Regions from separate parts of the Ovis aries genome. Here region 1 is linked to region 2. The links are chromatin contacts, called in public Hi-C maps. All regions are on one chromosome and are shown on one strand. Each heading gives the region's core, a stretch centred on a gene start, on an enhancer-like site or on the middle of the called end of the contact. The rest is flanking DNA. Distances are from core to core; before and after follow the strand shown. Region 1 holds the start of VDAC3 (voltage dependent anion channel 3). Region 2 overlaps AP3M2 (adaptor related protein complex 3 subunit mu 2).

Evidence for each region. A called contact is a pair of places that touch in the nucleus more often than the background predicts.
Region 1: a contact with region 2 is called in a Hi-C map of hypothalamus, with 6 times the contacts expected there. The contact joins the promoter of VDAC3 here to the enhancer-like site in region 2. A contact is called at or near these places in 7 of 16 Hi-C or Micro-C datasets (blood, hypothalamus, liver and 3 more).

Annotation. Positions count from the first base shown.
Region 1 is chr26:36,565,395-36,571,663 of ARS-UI_Ramb_v3.0, reverse strand. It overlaps VDAC3 (voltage dependent anion channel 3), which reads right to left and starts at 4,847. Exons shown (of 9, transcript XM_015104638.3): 1 at 4,774-4,847; 2 at 2,309-2,377; 3 at 1,401-1,450. The coding sequence starts at 2,375.
Region 2 is chr26:36,374,445-36,381,369 of ARS-UI_Ramb_v3.0, reverse strand. It overlaps AP3M2 (adaptor related protein complex 3 subunit mu 2), which reads right to left. Exons shown (of 9, transcript XM_042241241.1): 9 at 4,352-6,396. The coding sequence ends at 6,296. It overlaps PLAT (plasminogen activator, tissue type), which reads left to right. Exons shown (of 14, transcript XM_012106011.3): 14 at 35-868. The coding sequence ends at 193. Among named protein-coding and RNA genes, the nearest start is that of AP3M2, 20 kb to the right of the region's middle. Within about 2 kb of position 3,574, at least 6 of the 54 cell types and tissues checked have an H3K27ac peak or open chromatin away from gene starts, as enhancers often do. A contact at or near this core is called in hypothalamus, where this site is marked.

The sequences.
Region 1 (6,269 bases), core at 3,598-6,097, 190 kb before region 2:
TTTTCACATTTACCTTTTATAAACTTGTAAGTATAGCAAATATAAACCTTAATTTTGGTGCAAACAAGGTAGAAGCGTATTTAGTCTGTATTTCTTTCTTATCACCACTATTTCTTCATCTGAAGCTTTGTCAAAAATCTAAAATACCAGAGCTCCAAATCTCAAACACAAGGCCATAATTTTCCTAAGCTGAGTTTCAGGTTCACAATTACTCCAATTTTTGTTTAATTTCATAATTAGCTCAAACAGTGCCAAACATTTATAACATGCACATAACATCTACAGTTCTGCTGTAATGCTGGTATGCAACAAAACAGTCACGGAAATGGCGCTGTTATAAGTGGCACATCACAAAAAGACCGAGATACGATCTAGGCAACCCGGGGCAAGGGATGAAAGACAAAGCACACAAATATACTGCTTTTCTTACCATCTGAATGAATATTCACACACAACAGCAGCATGAAAGGGAGATAAAATTTTAGTTGTTGATTTTCTCAACACAAAACTACCTTGAGCAAATCTGAAATACTAATTAAAATGAGTGTGATTTTTCTGTTTTAATAGACTACATAATAAAATCCCATCTTACGAGGGTAGTTGCATAAATATTTACTACTAGAAAACCCAGGGAAAGAATAGTGACAAACCAGGATTACACGAAGTATGAGACAAAGCACCATAAATACTCCACATGCTTCTTGCCCTTCTAAAGAAATCATTATATCCAGAAATAAAATTTGCATTGGTTTGAATAGGAAAATACCAAAGAAAAAAGATGCAGCCAATATGGAGAAATCAGAGAATAAGGTGAATGTAAATTTGATCTATTTGCTGAAACTTACAAAAGCTCTGGTTAGTGATGCTCTGATAATATGGTGATATATCCTTTATTTCCTAACTTCCAGGAAAAAAGACTTAATGAACATTAATAAAAGCTGACTAACCTTCTGCATGTATTTCTACATTTGTTTCAACTAATCGTGATGGGACAGAGACTAAAGTTAGTTTGTTTTTGTAAAAGGGCAACAAAATTTGTATGAACCCAATAAAAAGGAAGCAAAGATTTTAGTGTCCACAAACATATTCACAAAAGTATAAAAATACAGCATAAAAAATATATACACACACATATGTATACACATGTATTCTAGATTTTCTGAGACTAAGACTCAGAATACTTTTATAATGACAAACAAAGATCTCCCCCCAAATTCAACCTGATTGTCCTTGGGCTCAAGTGGCTGAGTGGCTCTCTGAAATCTGAGAGGAGGACAAAGCTGTAAGGAAGATAGCGTAGCACCAAAGGTATGCTGTTTCAAGTAACTTGACTAAACAATGATTTTCAAACAGGGTCCTTTAATTATGCTACATCTATTAGCAATGTATTAAGTACTTACCACTCCACTGCATGACTTGGTTCTCAGATCTATTTTGACCATGCCAAATCCTAGAGACACACACACACAAAATAAGTGATGTACAAAATGTGACATGCACTCCAGACTTTGCAATTTAGAAATTATGAAAATAGCCCCTAGTACACTTCATATGGAAAATATTCAGTATTCCTGTTAGGTGAGAGTGCCACAAGAAACTGAATTCTAACAAAATTCTAACAAAAATTGAATTGTAACCAAAAATTACAACAAAATGCTAACAAAAATTAAGCGTGATTTTTAAAGCCAAAATAATAAAGACATATTTTAAAAATATAAGTTAAAAAAACCTATGGATGAAAGAAAAATACACTATTTTAAGAACCAAAATTATGAGAAATTATACATATATACAAGCTTAAAAGACATAATTAACATCACTAGTTAATAAAAAAAAAATCAAATGTGTACAGCACAAAAACTTTAAAATTTCAAGACTAAATTTTTAAAACCAAAACTAAATGTCTACTTGGTTTTAAACACTGTATGTTCCTCCAAAGAAGTCAAAAGCTGGGTTTTGACGCTCATGAAAACACTGCCATTATTTGGAGGAGGAAACACACTCCCTGCTTTAACTGTCCCCAGAGCTAACCAAAGGAGGCACATACATTACAGATTTATACTATTTTACCCCACAGATAATATTAAATGTGCAAATATGTGTTTATGTACACAATGGCTTTTAACGCTTGTGGCACTCCAGCTCTATAAAAAGAAGTCTAGTAACCTGCTAATAGTTATCCCCTTAAATCTTATGAAATAGATTAATGTTGACTTAACCTCATTTTACTGAGCATGGTATCTCCCATATCTTAGGCATTCAGTATGAATGCTTACCCCATAGTGGCAATTTACAATAGCAGACTTACCATATCCTTTGTTGAAGACATCTTTGGCAGCCTTTCCTAGGTCACAGTAAGTCGGTGTGTTACACATATCTTATAAAGAAAAATAAGGACAAGGGAATAAATAATATTTAGTACTTATTCACTGTTCAAGTGTTTATTTCTGTAAGAAGTAGTATACAATGTTTCCTGCTTTGTATCATTAATGCTTAACCCCTAAGGCAAGCAAAGTTCAGAGAAAGCACGCTGCTCCTTTAAAAAGAGCTTTCCAGAAACCTGAAGAATGAAAGGATGTTTCTCATGAGATTCATGGAGGTCATCTTTCTGACTGCATTTCAAAGAAGAGAAATTTCTTGAAGGCTGAAGCAGATGTTCTGTTAAACTGGACTTTCACTTTTTAAAAGAATGCAAAAATGTACATTAGTAAAACATGTCTTGAGCAGTTGTAAAGCCAGAGAGCTGTATAAGATGACAAAGTAAATTTTCTGAGGATCTGTAAAGCAGATGGACTTTAACATCTTCAGGGTTAACATTTTTGCCACTCTGAAATTCAGTTCTTAAGAATTACCACACTAATTGAAGTGTATTCATCCAGAATATGCCCTCTCTCAAAACTCTTAAAATACAGTGCTATAATCTAACCTATTAACCAGAGAGAGGATAGATCCTACCTGCAGTAATCTGCTTACCAAAAATCGGTATACACTCTAAAAGTTACAGTCTTCAAAAACACTAGGTGCTTCACTTCATCTTGCCTGAGGATTCACCCAGCTTCTCTACTGCCAACATGACCCTCACTTCAAAATTCTGAGGCCAATCAACACTGCTGAATATACCATTCCTTTGCCCTTTCTGCACAACAGGAAATCTCTTCCAGCAGCATCCTCAAAAGTCACGCTGGAGCACCTCAAGCAACCCCATTAGCCCCACTGTGCACTCTAAGTTGCCAGGCTCCTCTGTCTGTGGGATTCTCTAGGCAAGAATACTGGAGTGGGTTGCCATTTCCTCCTCCAGGGGATCTTCCCCACCCAGGGACTGACCCGGCCTCTCCTCCGTTTCCTGTCTTGCCAGGTGGATTCTTTACCAATGAGCCACCTGGGAAGCCCCTGTTAACCCTATTACTACCCCTAGTAAAATCCAGAGCAGCAGCGAGCCCTTGCAATTCCGATGCCTCAACCACCTACACGTTCAAACCTATTTATTTCTATTTAGCGGAGCTCTTAGCCTGGCCTCCTGCTAGTAAGTTTCTGCCTATTCCACCACACCTGAACACAACACACGCTTTGTGGTGCACGTCTTCACTGTGAATTCATTTAAAATGTGTTCCTTAACCTAAACCTGTCCAATACGACAGACATTAGGATATGTTAGGAGAATAGAGTTTAAGAATATATGTAAAGTGTAAAGAGTAAAGATGAAGAAGATAAATGTACTGAGTCATACCATAATAAAACTTTGTTCTAGGCCACAAGGTGTCCAAGTTCCTATCCAGAGCAATTAGTTTACAACACAAGTCCTTTGTGTCCCAACCATCAAATTGAGACCTTTTACACACTGCCAACTGCAATCTGATATTACTCTTTACGATCACAAACGACGGTGGTACCTGTTGAAATTCTGCCTGAAGCCCATAACTTGGGAGGTGAAGTGTAAAAACCAGGCTCTACGTACTCAAATATTAAAAACGTTAAAGCTTTACTGTTTGCTCTTTTTAAAAAAAAAAAAAAAGGAAAGATACACTTAAGTGTTTGGCAACCTCCATCTAGGGACCCATTACAGTCTTTCAGCATTTTGCTTCTTTTTCAAAAGCACTTGCTAGACACTCTGCAAAGTCGCGTTGGGGGAGTGGGGGGTGGGGGGCGTCATCTGACCTCTACTGTGCCCAGTTCAAGCTTTCTTTTCGAGGCCCACGATCCCGATGGGAAATGCACTGCTGGTATGAGCAAGCAAAAACTCGAGAAGCCCCAGACACGTCACGTTCCAACACATTGCCGCGGCTCTGCCGATGCACTCTTCCGTGGACGTGCACGGCGCCCCCGGGCTGCGGGAGCCGCAGGCGGGGGCGGGGAGCGAGGGGAGGTGCCGGGGTCGGGGGTGGAGGAGCGGCGGCTACAACAGCATCACCGTGGGGACAGCCAGCTCGCCTCGCCCCCCTCAGCTGGACGTCCAGCACCCTCCCCTCAGGGGCAGGGAGTAGAGGGGCCCCCTGATGCTGGATGCCGAGGCCGGAGAGGAAGCCGGGGCTCGGGGGTTCCCGGACCCGCCTTCCCTCGAAGCCAGCCTCCCGGGGACCGGCCGGGCCGAGGCGCAGGTGGCGGCGCGGCCCGCCCGTCCCCGGAGGGGCCGGTTCCCGCTGCCCCCGCCCGCGGGCCCGCGCCCCGTTCGGCGGCCTTGCCTCCGTTAGCCGCCTCCCGCGGGTCCCTGCCGGACGGCCGCCCGCCCGGCCGGCCCCCGCCCGGCCGCCAGCTCGCGGCCCCGGCTTGCCTCACCTCCGACCGGAGGGCCCTGTCCGCTCCGCTAGGAGGGGCCTGTCCGCTCCGCCAGGGCACCGCTGAAGGTCTTCTTCGGACCAACGCCGTCCGCGCCTGCGCGGCCCCACGCCCGCGGCGCCTGCGCGCCCCGAGCCCCGAACCCCGCGCCGCGGCTGCGCCGGAGAGTCGCGCCGGGGGCGCGCGCCGCGAGCCCGAGGCGGCCCAACACCTCCAACTGTCCGAGTGCGCGCGCGCGCCGCGGAGGGCGGCGCGCGGGGGCAGACGGGGTGGATGTGAGCGCGCAGGCGCAGGTCCCGCGCCTTTATCCCCTGAGGGGCCCGCTCTCGCGAGAAGGCGCGGAGCCCACTGGCGACCCTTGCCCGCGGAGAGGTCGCTCCTTGCCCGCGGAGAGGTCGCCCCTTGCCCGCGGAGAGGTCGCCCCTTGCCCGCGGAGAGGTCGCCCCTTGCCGCGTCTTTCTCCAGCGGACGCTTGAGAGACCTGTGAGGAGATTCCGTCTCAGAGTGACTGAAGTTCAAGAATGTGGCCCTTAGGTCACCTCATCTTAACGATGAGAAACATAGGTCCCCAAGGGGTAAGTGGCATGACTTAAAGATGTAATCCAGAGGGAGAGAGGAGGTGAATGAGGGACAGCTCTCCTTTAGAGAAGAATTCCGACTCAAACGTATGAGAAATTACAGAAACAAAATCCCTGCTTTGGAGGCACCAAGAACTGGGTCACGCAGAATTCATCAGTAGATGCTGAACGGTTGAGAATATTCGTCCAGTTCCAAAGTATTATCCCACAGATGACTTAGTGAAGAGAAAAGGGTAACCTTCACATCAAACGCATCACCTAGACCGAGTGATGGAACTGTGCAGCGCCAGGGATGGTACAGACTGATGTCTTGTGTGAGAATGACTCGCCGAAGAAGTGCTTTCTCTCCGTTCCGGAGGAAACAGACAAATCCAGTTGAGGGACAGTTCTGCAAAACAACCACCTGGTCTCTCCTAAAAACGCGAACTTCATGAACTGTTAAGACTAGTCAAGTGTTCTAGATTAAAGGAGACAAAAGAAAGATATGACCCTGAGAATCAAGTAATCCTAAATTGCACCCTGGGTCAAAAAACAAAAAGCAGCTATTGAGGGTCAGTATTGGAACAATTGAGAAAATTTGAATGTCGACTGTATTAGTATTGCAACAATGTTAAATTTCCTAAGGGTAATGATTATATCTTGATTATATAGAAATGGGGACTTTGCTGGTGGCTCAGCGTTAAAGAATCCTTGTACAATACAGAAGATACAGAGATGCGGGTTCAATCCCTGGGTCAGGAAGATCCCCTGGAGGAGGGCACCGGCAACCCACTTGCTTGGAGAACCCCATCGACAGAGGATCCTGATGGGCTTGCAAAGAGTCGGATGCGACAGAACTTGCATGCTAACACGCATGTATGGATAAATGGCCTGTTTTTTAGGAGATTAAGTTATTCATAAGTGACATAGTGGGTATCT
Region 2 (6,925 bases), core at 2,325-4,824:
TTTGCACACAGCTGACCTCTTCTCCCTTCTGCAGGGTGACTCGGGTGGCCCCTTGGTGTGTATGAAGGACAACCACATGACCTTGGTCGGCATCATCAGCTGGGGCCTGGGCTGCGGGCAGAAGGACATCCCGGGCGTGTACACCAAGGTGACTAACTACCTGGACTGGATTCGAGACAACATGCGACTGTGATCAGGGACACCCTGTTTCCCTACATCACAGAGACCCCGCTTCTCCCACCTCTGAAGACTTACTGCGGCAGGGGCTTCTTCACACAGCGGAAGGTGGGGGGAGGATGTAGTTTCACAGGTACTTTTCCATTCTGGAAGTTTTCAGGGCTTAAGGGCTGAACTGTACTGTCAGACAAGAAGATGGACAAACGCCAGTCCCTCGTGGAAAACCACTCCCCAGGGCGGAAGCCCGCTTCCTCCTCTATGCACACGAGCATCTTTGGAAAGGGGACCACAAAGATGAAAGCATGTCTCAGTAGGCAAAGATAACTCGAGCCTTCAGGAAAGAAGGGTTAGATGTATTCTACTAGAAATAGAATGTCTATTTATAGTCCCAAGGAAGCCCAGCAGGAACCTCCTACCAAGGGATGGGCTGGCTGGCCAGATCACCTTCCTCGACTCCAGCCCTTAAGTGCTGGGCTTTCCTTTTTGCAGCTCTTGGAGGGAATCCTGTTGTGTACAGTGTAATTCTTTTTCTTTATAGGTTTCGCGATAGAACCAGGAGACACGTATCATTTTAGTAACTGACAAACTAGGCTCTCGCATATTTATATCAGTTCATTTTTGTTTGTACTCTGTTGCCACTACCTGTATGATACTGTACTGGAATAATAAATTCTGATATATTTTTCACATATTTTCCCCAATCAGAGTGGACTCTTTCTGTTACACTCAGTACCCTCACAGCTTTTATTCCTTACTCGCGTCCACATTCTTTCAATCGTTGGGAATATTTCCTTTCATTGGCTTCCTAGGTGGTGCTAGTGGTAAGAACCCACCTGCCAATGCAGGAGTCACGAGAGGAGAGTTTGATCTCTGGGTCAGGAAGATCCCTTGGAGTAGGAAAGAGCAATCCACTCCAGTCTTCTTGCCTAGAAAATCCCATGGACAGAGGAGCCTGGCGGGCTACAGTCAGTAAGGTCACAAAGAGTCGGACATGACTGAAGCGACTTAGCACGCACACACACACACACACATTCAAATAGGTGCTGTAAAAGGTAAAAGGAAAGAAAGAAACTCTTGGTTTGACAGGGGAATGGGGATTCAGAGAAATAACAAGGCAGGGTGGAGATGAACCACAAATGGTGGACAGAAAGTTTTGCTGAAATTCAGCTCAGGAAGGATTGAAGAAACTTAAGAACTTCCCCGGTGGTGCAGTGGTTTAAGACTCTGTGCTCCAAATACAGGGGGCCTGGGTTCAATCCCTGGCCAGGGAACTAGATCCCACATGCCAATGAAAATATGTGCTGCGTGCAGCCATGAAGATCTCATGTGCTGTACCTAAGACCAAAAAACAGAGAAACTTAAGGAAAAAATGGAATTGGGTAGGCTTTTCAAAAATTGAGCAAGATTTGGGCTGGTGGAGAGGAATGAGAAAGGCATTCGTTTTTAAATTTTTCTTAAAATTTTATTGAAGAATAGTTAAGTCATGTTAATTTCTACTGCACAGCAAAGTGATTCGGTTATACACATATATACAATCTTTTTCGTATTCTTTTCCATGATAGTTTACTACAGGATATTGACTCTAGTTCCTGAGGCAAGGAGCTACCACTGCACGAACATCTAAAGATCCGGAAGGCAAGAAAGGCAGGGGAGTGTGGGGAGGAATTGAGTTATATTTTGTCCAAAGTGAAGTTCATGAAGAAGAACGTAGGTTAGAATTAATGATGGCACTTTGAATGCTAAACTGAACTTTGGACTTAATTCTCCTGGCAGCAGCGAGCCACAGACACTTGGGGTGAGGGGAGCCGATGGCCCAAGCGAGGCTCAGGGTAGATATTCACGGGGAGGGGAGTAGGTGGAAAGATACCCCGGACAGGACTCCAACGTGAAAGAGGAATTGAGTGTCAAGAAGATGCTGACACAGATTGGGACTGACATATACACACCGCTCTATGCAAAACAGATGACGAATAAGAACCTGCTGTGTATCGCCAGTCTGTCTGACGCAGGATACAGCATGCTTGGGGCTGGTGCATGGGGATGACCCAGAGAGATGTTATGGGGAGGGGAGGTGGGAGGGGGGTTCATGTTTGGGAATGCATGTAAGAATTAAAGATTTTAAAATTTAAAAAATAAAAAACTAAAAAAAAAAAAAAGAGAGAGAACCTGCTGTGTAGTACAGGGAACTCTACTCCAAACTCTGACCTCCATGGGAAAAGAACATAAAAAAATAAGGGTGAATATATGTTAAATATAAAATTGATTCACTTTGCTGTATACCTGGAACTAACACATTGTAAATCAACTATATTCCAATAAAGAAAATTTTTTTTAAAGAATTCACTCCCAGACCAGTCCACACAAGTATGTTACTTAAGCAATGCTGCTTTCCGCTTCTCTTACACTGTCTTACTGCTCCTGAGATGTAACTCATACCCCCGGTTGCTGCCCGGCAGTTTCTTATCACTGACACCCCGGATCTAAGAATGAACCTGATGCAAGGCTTGGTGTTGGGTTACGTGCTGACAGTTCCTTGGAGCAAACGTGGTCTTAGGTCTCTCTCCTCTCTCTCTAGAGAGGCGGTCAGAACTGTTCAACGTAGTTCTTAAAAGAATAGTTTCAACTCACAAAAGAAAGAGAATCTAAAGCCCAGAAGCTTGATTCCAGCGGTGGGCAGTGGGGGTAGTGGTGGGGAGGGGGCACAGATTTCTCTGACAATGCTCGGTCCCGGGACCAGTTCAATCAACTCGGATCACACAAACGTAAGTCACAGATTTCCTGACTTGAGCCTGTGAAAGGGGCAGATTTTGTGCACCTTAGCCCTCTGGAGGGAAGACGGCTGGAAGACAGTGGCAAGGAAGGCCCCGTAACTGCAGCTCTGGTGGGAGTTCTGCTCGTTTCATTCCCTCCCCTGTTGCAGAACGAGCTTTTCTCCGGACAGTTGTGTTATTGAAATGAAGTGAAGCAGCGGAGGGCTCCTTTGATGGAAATGCAAAGTTAAAAGGCCCCCATCACATTCCTCAGAGTGAAGCCCTGGAAACCACAGGCTGCTTGAAGACAGGTGCTCAGCAGAGGCCACTGACAGAGCTCCAGGCAGGGCCCCAGCCCCGCACTTGCATTCGGAGGCTAAAACACACTCAGAGCACAGCACATCACTACCCGATGTGGGTGAGGAGGGTCGGGATAAAATGTCTGGGCCGTGTTGGGGGAAGGAGAAGGCGCTAAGGGGAAATAGGTAGCACTGCTTTACTATCTCTGGCTGGCTAATAAAACAAACGGCAATAGAAACCCAAAGAGCAAAAAAGATCCTCATATAATTGTGCAAACAGCTTTAATGGGTAAAGACCTAGAGAAACTCAAACGATTGAAACGAGCATTCCCCCGGAGCTCCCATCTTAGTTCAGGTTGTTGAAAGAGGATAATAAACTTTGGTTCCACATCTAAAACCTTGAAAGTCAAAGACTCACAAGCTTGGGATCTTAAGGCAAAATTTAAGAGTTTCAATTTCCTTCAAAAAAATTATTTTTCTAACAATTAAAAAAAAAATTAGTGTCATTGCTGGCACTGAGTCTCCACCTACTGGCCACAGAGGAAAGTACACGTGTTATAAACTGCCTGGTCACACCATGAGGCTAAGGAAACAGCCAGACCCAAGGCAGAGAGATGAGTCGCTGAAATAGACAGGATGGGGTGGCAGTACACAGTTGACAACACTTGGGGCTGGAAGGCAGGAAGAAGTCCTTGTCTTAGTCTCCCCCGGCCAGGAGAGACAGGACAGATATGGGAGCAGGACCCTCGTCTCCACATCCCAGGAGACTCCGGGAAGTCTTCACTGCAATTAGGATAACCAGGACCCCTGCACCTGGCTTCACGTCCGAATTAATCAACCTAAGAAGCATGAGAGGCCAGGACAGGGAAAGCGCTAGAATAGACACCAGCAGCTTCAGTGGTTTTGTCTTTTGTACCCTGGGAAATGTAATTTGATTGATCTGGACCTTTGTTCTCACAACCTGCAAGATGACATACCCAAACCATATATACAGCTTCGGGTCTGTGGTAGGAAAGTGCGGATGCAGTGAGATCCCCTGAATTCCTGTCTTTCTTTCTGCTTCTGCTGGGCATGTGTGCAGAGCATCGCCCATGGTCCTAGTAACAAGACACTCAGGACATGAAGGACTGGCAACACTCAACTTTATTAAGATTTAAACAGAGAAGATGCTTCTGCACGTTAAACACATGTGGAACCGAGAGGCTTCCTGGGGGCACCCAGTACCACCTATGCTAACACACCACTGGGGTGAGGGGGAGTCCAAGGGTCTGCAGCTCGGGGCGGCCTCTCCTGCTATCGTCTGTGGGCCCCACAGCCCCAGTACTTTAGTTCTGCTTAAATTCTCCCCTTGAAATTAGGATGAGCTGCCCTGGAGGGAATAAGACAGCTAGACTTATAAACCTAAGGGTATTCAGGGACCAAGATGGGTTGTCTCCTGTGACCCAGGAAACCCTGAAATCCTCCAGAGCCCTCGGCAGTAGTAGTTCCGTTATTCTAGGAATGGGATCTTGGATCCAGGACAAATTTTGGAGTGACAGGCTATGAGACACAGGACAACGGACCCCGGAGCAAAACCACAAAGCAGCATTATTCTGCAGCAAAAAAACAAATCCAGGAAGTAGGAAGAGAAAACTATAGGAAAAAAACAAAAACACACTACCTAAGTACTTGGAAACAGGGCATTAGAGAAAAATTATAGGGTTTGGAGAGCACAAGGTCTTCATTTCTCTCCATGCACAGAACAGAGCACAATATCGCATCATAAACTATAATTTAAAAATACCTGTCTGACCTATAAATATTGGAATGGGTGATGGGCACACTGAGCTGAATGGAAAGCCTCCCGCTGTAGAGGCCTGCAGACCACCTTCAGCTGCCGTGTTTCCTGAACCGGGCCGCACATGCTCAACAGGACCCACCTTCCTACAACATCGGTTTTATTCAACGACTGAAGGGATCTGGGGGCGGGGTCTTAAAAACAAACATGGACTAGTCGATATATGTTGCTAATAAATAGATTATACAGTGGGGGTACAGAAGAGACTCTGAGGAAATGTCGTTACTGGAAGGCCCCCAGGACTGGCCGCTCCTGTCAGCGTCTGGCTGAGAGTGACCGCGGGAAAGCATGCCGAAGGGAGGTTCAGGCTCCAGCCCCCAGGGAGCCCCCGACGGACATGGACGAGGAGCCACTGGGCCTCCGGGGCGGCTCACACAGCCTGCCGCCCTGGGGCAAACGGGGCTGGCTTCTCTGAAACTCTCCTCAGGGAGCGGAAATTCTGTGAAGGAGTGGAGCTGTTTGGGGGGGCGCTCAAGGAAAGAGGTATTTGGGACCACCGCCCCCCAGGGAGCGGGCAGGGCACCCTCTCCCCGGAGAGGGCGGCCCGGTGCTGCGGGCAGGCAGCCCTCAGCCTCTGCAAGCTGGTGCGAGCGGCGTCCCAGCCTCTGAGGGAAAAGTCTCATCCCGCTGGGGCTTCCGTGTCAGCAGGGGGATCCAACTAAAGAAGCTTCCAGTTCGCTTCTAGAAGTACAGATCTTTATGCCTGTATACAAACAGAGGGCTCAGAAGGAAACTCACTCCACTCGGTACCTCGCAGCCCCTCCTAGGGGTGGAGATGGGTGCCCCTCTCTCTTAACTTTAATGGGGGTGCATATACTCCACGCCTTCCAAGAAACCTTCCTCCACTAACATTCGTTTCCTTCCAAGTGCGTGCTCTAATTTTTTTTCCCTGGGGTTAAAAAAAAACAAAGAAGTCTTCCCCTGGCTGAAGAAAATTACAGCCGAACGAGTAACAAACGCTGGTCTTTTTCACATGCAGTCAGGTACCTCCCGCTGCGACCCACGCCTCTGCTCTGAGAACTGGGTTGGAGATGCTGGTGGGTGGGTCCTGCCCCGGCCCCCGGCGACCCTGTCTCCCTGGATTCACTCCACGGTGCTGACGGCTAAGGAAAACGGGAGCCTGTGGGTCCAGAGGGGGCACAGACCTACGAGATAGGCTGATAGGTTTTACTTCTAGACAGGTTAAGAAATGAAAAAGTGTTCGTGACCGTCTGCTTTGCAAAATTCTCGCTTCAGGTTCGAACTTGGAACTTCCCAGCTTTGGTCATGTACTTTATGCCCTTGAAGGGTTTGTACTTCTCTCCATACATATCCAGACGATTCACTTTGAGGCCTGCAAGGAAGGAATGCAAGCATTATTCCAAAGAAGCAGGTAGCATAACTGGTTAATTCATGTCAACTCAAAGAGCTCCGAGGGCTGGAGAAAGCTGTAACCGTGAACCGGAAACTGTGTGTGTGTTCAGTCGCTCAGTTGTGTCCTACTCTTTGGGATGCTATGGGTCCTTTGGACCGTAGCCCACCAGGCTCCTCTCTCCATGGGATTCTCCAGGCAAGAATACTGGAGTGGGTTTCCATTTCCTTCTCCAAGAGATCTTTCTAACCCAGGGATCGAACCCGAGTCTCCTGCATCTCCGGTATTGCAGGCCGATTCTTTACCATTCCGCTACCTGGGAACCTACACTTAATTATGTCACTTAAACACAGCTGACAGGTTCTTCACCCCTGGAACATAGGCTGAAAATAAAAACCTGCTCCAATAAAAAGCCAGCCAATGAGATCTGTCCCTGTGGTGCAAAGGGCAGAAAGTTATATGCAGGCTGAAATGACGGTAAGGAAAAATAAGACCACTCCAGATTTTTCTC